Linked DNA regions of Mus musculus: region 1 is linked to region 2. The links are chromatin contacts, called in public Hi-C maps. All regions are on one chromosome and are shown on one strand. The core of a region is the stretch at or near the end of the contact, and the rest is flanking DNA. Distances in the headings are between cores, read along the strand shown. Region 1 holds the start of Zbtb32 (zinc finger and BTB domain containing 32). Region 2 holds the start of Eid2b (EP300 interacting inhibitor of differentiation 2B).

The links. Hi-C and Micro-C count contacts between places; a contact is called where the count stands out from the background.
Region 1: a Hi-C map of B cells shows a contact between it and region 2, with 5 read pairs. The contact joins the promoter of Zbtb32 here to the promoter of Eid2b in region 2. A contact is called at or near these places in 3 of 39 promoter capture datasets (cranial neural crest, hippocampal neurons and liver) and 1 of 484 Hi-C or Micro-C datasets (B cells).

Annotation. Positions count from the first base shown.
Region 1 is chr7:30,590,984-30,594,915 of GRCm38.p6, forward strand. Zbtb32 (zinc finger and BTB domain containing 32) reads right to left here and starts at 1,959. Exons shown (of 6, transcript NM_021397.2): 1 at 1,929-1,959; 2 at 74-982. The coding sequence starts at 885.
Region 2 is chr7:28,276,335-28,280,182 of GRCm38.p6, forward strand. It overlaps Eid2b (EP300 interacting inhibitor of differentiation 2B), which reads left to right and starts at 1,372. Exons shown (of 1, transcript NM_001177427.1): 1 at 1,372-3,795. The coding sequence starts at 1,447. The coding sequence ends at 1,902.

The sequences.
Region 1 (3,932 bases), core at 709-3,208, 2.3 Mb after region 2:
CCAACCATCACTGCTGCCTCTCCGGAGCCACTCCCTCCCTGCCTAGATGTCCTCCTTTAAGCCTCTCACTCACCTCTGATCTTGAGGCCGGACCTGCCAGGCCGCAGTGATGGGGGTACTATGGGAGAAGGGAGCACCGTATCTGGAGGGCCACAACAAGATGCTCCACAAGGCCGACTGGCCCTCCCCCAACCTAGGGACTTCAGCCCACCAGGGCCTGGGAATGAGGCTAGTTAGGAGGGAACCTGGTGGGGAAAGGGGATCAGGGCACCCACGAAGACTCTCCTCAGAGCCCTTGTGGCTCTCGATACCTCGCATGACCTCCTCTGAGCTCATCATCCTAGTTGCTCCTGCCATCTCAGGCCTCTCTCCGGGTGCTTTATGCTTGTGTGACATCTCCTGTTCTCTCCCATTACTTCTAAAATCCTTCTCTGGCTTCTGTTTCTCTCCAGGACTCCCAAGTCCTCTCTCAGAGCCCCTCATGAAGTCTTCTGATTGCTGGTGCCTCTTCAGTCCTGGATCCAGCTCATCTTCATCCTTGCCCTTTTGAGCTCTCTGACAGGCCTCTTCCAAGGCCTGTACCCCCAAGGCTTTGGCTGCCTCTTCAAGGTCCCCCAGCTCCCCAGGCTGTAGCTCTATACTCTCTCCATAGACAAAGGTCAGAATCTGAGCAAAGGTGGAAGGGCTTATGTCTTCAACCAGAGCCCACCGGCCCCTGCAGCCAAGCCTTGGGCTTGCACCTGCCAGCACTAGGCTGTGAGCCGGGAACTCCAGGCCCCCTACTGTGATCAGGGTATCACACAGTGCTGGCCGGAGTCTAGCCGCTAACTGTACCAACCTATCAGAGCCATATGGGCTGATTAGTCTTGTGGGGGTCTGGGGCATTGTTCCTGGCTAATCTACCAGTTTCACAGGCTCTGAGAGGAAAGCCACAATGGGGGATCCATGATTGAAGTGGGAGAGAAACCGCATACTCTCTGGCCTGTGAAGGGGAAGGGAGAAAGAGTGAGTGTCTGGGCTCAGATTGGTGCTGTCTGTCCTGAATGAATCAAATAAACTAAGCCAAAGGCCAGCTGTGGGGATGCCACACTAGGAGAATGCACACTGGGCCAGAGGTTAGGTTTGGGGCCTGAAGAACGACAGCCAGGCAGTTAGCAGAGGTATCAGATAGTGGGTTTAGGGCTGGTATAGTTAGCAAACACCCAGCTTAAGGAAGGTTTGGCTTCCCCAGGCTCTTTTGCAGGGAAAGCCTCTGAACAGCCTGGCCTTTTCCACACTTTGCATCAAACCTGGCATTTATGAATGGAGGAAGATGCGACCTCATGAGAGAGCTCAGACAGCTTTTGGGTCCTCCCCCAACATGAGCCCAGAAAGCCAGAGAAGGCATCAAGACAGCTCACATGGCAGGACAAAAGACTCTTAAGGCGTCACACAATTGTCTCTGCAAGACTGAAGCTTCTAGAATACACCCTCTGAGAAGGGATTGGAAAAGAGCAGAGATCTCCATCCAGTGGGTTAAGGGAGTCACACAAGAGTTTTAGAGAAGGCTTTGATGCCTGAGGAAGTGAAAGAAAGGAAAAAGAGACTGGGGAAAGGGAAGCTACTTCCTCTCACAAGGAGGATAAAGAATGGTTGAGTTCTGTTTTTCATAAGCCAAAAGACTAAGACTCAGAAAGTGCTCAACAAGTCAAGACTTTAATCACACATCAAAACCATCATGACACAGAGAGAGATAGCCTGCGAGTCTTAGCATCCTGCAGGCCTAGCTCGGTGTGGACCCTCCATGAGTAAGCAGCATGGTGGGGGAGGCAGAGAGAGGAATGAGGAACTACTTAGACACCTTGGAGTGAGGGATGCAGGGTGGCAGGAAGTAGAAAGAAGGTTGGAATGGAGGAAAAGCACAGCTGGGGAGAGGGATGGTAACTCACCTCTGTAGCTGCCTCCTAGTACCGCATGCTCACTACTGCTCCTGGGGTTCCTGCCCACCTACCCCCAGTTAGCTCCACCCCGTCCTCAGTCATCCCAAGTATTAGTCTGCCACAGTCCCCTAGAGGGGTGTGGCTTACTGTCTCTGCTTAGGACCTATAAGAGAGGCTACAGATCTACTTTTAACAACCCGGACTGCCTTGCCTCCTCAGTCTAATTCACTTGTGAGTTCTGTAGAGTCAAAGATGTGAACCTGTGGTGACAGGGACTTTGGGATAGTCAAGAGTTGAAGCCTCATCTCTGCCATTTACTAGTTGAGTCACCTTGGGCACGTCATCCCTCCCTCAGTCACCTCATGCATCAAGTGTCATGGTCTCGTCCAGAGGTGGGGGTGAAAATGAAGTGCCATGCATGAGGAAGCAGTCTGTGAGCACAACACAGCATTCAGCTGCTATTAGTTCTACATCCTGGAGGTGGCCATAGCAAGGAGTAGCTGGAAAAGCACTTGTGATACCTCAGAAGTGTAAGCATAGAAACACAGAATGGGAAGCAGCAGGCAGAGGAAAAGCCAAGGCTCCTCCTTTCCCTGGCTTAGTTCATCAGGCCCCCCTTCCTCTATGAGACTGACCCTTGTCCTCTGGACCACAGCAAAGACTAGGTGTGTGTGACTCAGATCCTCCCAGCAGACTCTGAGGGGGGCAACCCCAGGAAGCCTGTGGTGGTCTTCGAAGAGAAAAATCTCCTTTTCTTGGGCTGATGACAAATGACATTTCTCTGAAATCAAAACCAGGGGTTTCTTTCATTTTCTGCTCAAGGGGTCAAGGTCCCTAGAGATTTCCACCTCTTTTGACACCTTTAGCGCCCCCCCCCCATATGTCTTCTTCCTGTGTAGCTCAGGCTGGTCTTGAAATCTCTATCATCCTGTCTCAGCCAGTGCCACCACGCCCAGTTTTGATACTCTTTAAATTGAGGAAGGGATAAAAAGCCTTTGAAACTCAAATTTGTTTGTTTCCTTTTAATTTATTTTACTTATGTTTTGTTTTTTACCATTCTACCAATCTGATCCTAAGCTGCTCTTCTCATTCATGGCAGGTGTCTAATCTGTCATACATATGGAGTAAATACGGAGAGGAGAGACAGGCCAGACATTGGCTGGGCTGCTGTGGTGCCAGAATGAGCTGAGTCCCCTGAGGTTTCTCCCTAGCTTCTGGCCCCTCCTCGAGCCAATAACGAACAGTCAGATCTGTTTTTCCCCCTTGGCTCCAGGACTCCAAGATGTTCAGTCCAGCCTTCTATTACTCTATCCCTCCAGACCTAGGATGCCTTCCCTCCGATTCTAGCTTGGGTGCAGGCAGGTGGCGACCCTCCTAGATCAGACAGGGTGTGTCGGTGGGTGAGGCTGGTGAAGGGTTAGTAGGGTGGAGATAGGGGAAGATGAGTCAGAGCGAAAGGGAAAATGCAAATGGAACCCTGTGTTCATCTGCTCCTCTGAATGTTAAATATTTTCCACTTCTGAGCTTTCTAATTCCTAACATCATGCACTTGGGATCATACTAGATACTGCTATGTAAAAGGCATACTAAATGCCAGCCCTTCTGATAAATGTACAAACAGATACAAGCCTTCCTCCAACACAAAAACACAGTCTCTAAAAACAAGAAGTGGGGCAAAGTTGTAGCGGGAAAGGCACTGGGGTCTGACAGCAGCCGCATCACCCAATGGAAGAAGTCCCTCCCTTCTGCCAGTGACTCAGCTGCCCCACTAGTATGCTTCACCCACTGATGACCAAAAAGTAGGGACCACTCAAAGATAGTCTGTGAGGACTGACAGTAGGCTTTCAGAGCACTGAGGAAAGAGCCAGGGGGTTCCCCAATGAGTAAACAAAAGGCCCTGAAGAATAGGAAACCCCATTTTGCCTCCCACTTCCCACTTGGTGTCTTCCCACAGTAAGGTTATCCCTTACAGAGAGAGGGGGGGGGGGCGCCCGTAGAGGTATTTTCAGGGCC
Region 2 (3,848 bases), core at 122-2,621:
TCCTCAAAGGCACGAGAAGGCAGGTGCAGAGTTGATTACGTGGCGGAGATACAGCTGCATTTCAGACTCTTAGCACACTTTTCACATTAGCCCAGGCTGGCCTAGAACTTGCCAAGTAGCCCAGGACGAACATAATCTCATCTTCCTGCCTCTACCTCCCAAAGACTGGGATTGCAGCTGTGCTCCACCACGGGTAGCCCTCTTGTTTTCTGAGATTATCGACAGGCAGTGGCCACCCTAGGAGATTCAACAGTGTATTACACTCAAGTAAGGGAAGTGCTGCCACTGCGTGGGGGAAAGAGGCATGGAAGTGCCGAGAGAAACGGCTACACCAACCGTAACGAGCAAAAATGAAGAAAATATGCCAGCAAGATGGATCACTAGGTAGAGGCATTCACTTGCCAAACCTGACAACCTGAGTTTGGGTCCACATGGTAGGATGGAACTGACTCCTAAAAGTTATCTTCTGATCTCCATACACCTGCCGTGGCTCGAACTCGTGTGCGCACTCAAAGCTAAATGTGACACAGAAGCCAGAGTAGAGCACAACTGACTAGCACCTTGAGTTCAATAAGGTTGGAAGGAGAGAAGGCCACGACGTTGACCTTGACCTCCACAGCTGCACGGTTCCGACTTACACAGACACACTAAAAAACAGTCCGGAGATTAAAAGCACTTTTTCTTTCAGACAACCCAGGTTCAGTTCCCAAAACCTGTGTGGTAGCTCAAAACTACCTTGCTTCCTCCCTCCCCACCTTTCCTTCCCCCTCCCCTCTCTCTCTTCTCTGTCTCTCAGATAGGGGTCAAACCCAAGACCTTACACCCTAGGCAAGTTCTCAGCCACTGAGCTATCTCTAGCCCAGTTCACAAACACCCTGGAACTCTAGTTACCGATACCGTCTTCAGATTTTCTTAGGATCCAGACACACATATGGCTTACATATACAGATATGTAACAAAACATCCATATATGTGTTTGTTTGTTTGTTGAGACGGGGTTTCTCTGTCCTGGATCTGGCTCCAGAGATCCACCTGCTTCTGCCTCCGGAGTGCTGGTATTAAAGGCGTGCGCCGCCACCACCGCTAATTCCAGTTTTCTGGAGGCAGAAGCAGGCAGATCTGAGTGTATATATGAGTTCCAGGCCAGCCAAATGTACATGGACGCTGCCTCAAACAAGGCAATAAAATAATAATAATAATAATAATAATAATAATAATAATAATAATAATAATAATAATAAATTAAAGTATGTGATGCCGCCCCTGCTGGTTCAGAACTTGAGGCGGCCGTGGCGGTAATGGCACATGGCACCCCTAGAGGGCGATAGAGGTCCGGGCACCCGTCCTTGCGCAAGCACTTTTGTTTTCCAGGGCGCCGAGGCCCGCGCATGCGCACATCTTCACGCTGCCGCCGGAGCCGGTGCTTCTGAGGATTCAACGGTGGCAATGTCCGAGCTTCCCGGAGAGAGCAGGATCCCGGACCTGAGCCCCATGAACGGCGTCGGCGACGTCCTGCAGGTGGGACTGGGCGGAGGCAGTCCGGTCCCCGAAGCCCAGGAAGACCCGCTGGCCACAGCCTCCCAGCCCATGGCGCCGGCCCCGGGCCTGGCTCCCGGGCAGTTCCCCGGCGTGGCGGGCCTGATGGCGATCCCGCACGTCCACGCGCCGCTCCTCCTCCTAGAGCTGTACGAGCAGCGGATGTTCCAACACTATCTGCACACCAACCCCCTGATCCCCACCAGGCTGCTCCACGAAATCGAGGAGCGCCGCCGGCTGTTCGTGGAGGGCTGCAGGGCCAGGGAGGCGGCCTTCGACGCCAACCCCCCGCAGATGGACTCGCACGCCCGCGCCTTCATGCTGGCGCTCACGGCCTCCGACGCCCGCGGCCCCAACGCCGACTGAGGGGTGGCCTTCACCTATAACCTCCGAGGAAGGAGGCCGGAGGACCGGACTTCAAGGTCATCCTCCGCCATGTAGCGAGTTGGAGGCCAGCCTGGGCTACAGGAGACTGTCTTTTAAAAATAAAAAATAAAAATAAAAGATTGGTGGCCAGGAAGTCAGGTGACTCCTAGAATCAAGGGCAAAGGCAGATGTCTGGGCAAATGTCATGAGGTGGGGAATCCATGCCAGAATCCAGCCGTGGGCAGGGTGGAATGAAGCAGGCCGGGAGAGAGAAGGGCACTTGAGGCTTGAGGCTGACAAGCAAAGAGGACTCTTCTGACTTCCACCTTGTGACTGTCAGCAATCTTTCCCTCCCCTGCATTTGTTGAAAATCATGGTTGCTTCACTGCGAAGGACGATGGTTTTGCAAAGATGAAGTCTAAGAAATATCAATGAAAAAGACCATAGAAATCAGCGGAGATGCGGGAAGAAACCAGGGGATGTGCTTGCTAGATTCTGTTCCTCCCGGGTTTTACTGAGTAAGAAGAAAGCTGTAAACCACTTGGACATTTCAGAATTGAGGGTCGTCCCATCGTCAGCTGACAAGATCCATGTATCGTTACTTCTTGTGTTTGATGTTCTGTAGACGAGTTGTAAATATTCAGATAGGGAAAACCATGTATGTGTTGTGAGATGAATATTTTTCCAGACCTTGTGTAGTTGTAACCATGCGGAAATAGATGAGTGATTATTTAAATAATACAGACACAAGACTCAAATTCTGCAAAAGATACTATGGGAAGTTAAACTTATCTGCCAAATTGAAAATAGGTATCCATACAGATTTGTGTTTTCTGTAGGGTTTTTCAAACAGATTTTATAAGGCATATATGAACTGGTACCAGTCTAGTTATCCCCCAATCTTGGGTGCTGAGGATGGACCCCAAGCCTTCTTGCCCTGCTCCCATTCCTTCTGAATCAAGGTAGGGTAGGGTTTTGGCTCAGTGGTTAAAGGTGTCTGCTGCTAAGCCTTATTACTGAATTTGATCCCTGGACCCAAGAGGTGAAGGTGGAAGAATCCACACCCATTTCCTCCAAGCACCACTGGTGCACATCCACGTGCAATGTAAACAAATCTACATAGTACGTACATATATCAGCATCTGAGGTTTGATATGTTCAGTTATCATGGAAGTAATTCTATATAGGTTTTTTTTTTTAATGACTACTATTTAAGTCTGTATCAACATATTTAATGAACTAGTTGTCTTCTGGACATCTGGGTTGTTTGAAAATGTTTCCTTTTGGTTGTTTTAAAGATTTATGTGTATGTGTGTGAGCCTGCATGCATACGTGTGTACCGTGTCCATGCAAGAGACTGAGGAGACCAGAAGAGGGTGTTGGGTCTCCCAGAACTACAGTTTCAGGCAGCTGTGAGCCCCGATGTTGGTTCTGGGAACTGAACCCACTCCACTGAGTCATGTCTCCAGTCTTATTTTTTGTTGTTGGAAATAGGGTCTCTCTTTGTAGCTCTGGCTGGTCTAGAACCTGCTAAATGGGTAGACCAGGCTAGCCTTGAACTCACAGAGATCCTCCTGTCTCATACCTAGCTATTATGTGGTTTTCTGGGGGGTGGGAGGAGGGGAAGGGGTTGTTTTGGGGTTTGTTCATTGGGGTTTTTTGTTTGTTTTTTTGGTTTGTTTCTTTGTTGTTGATTTTTGAGATGAGGTTTCACAGAACTGTGGCTGATGACGAATTCCTTGATCTACTTCCCAGGTCCTGGAACTAAGGGTGGGTCACTGCCCCTGGCGTTGCTTTGGTAACATTCTGTGTTGCGTTTGCTCTTTCCTTAGACTTAAACGGAGCAGTTACAGGGCAAAAGCATTGCTGTTTGTCTTAAGGATTCCCTGCCCTCTTTGTGCCTCTGTCTACTTCCATTCACCAAGGAACTCTGGGCCTCTTTCTCC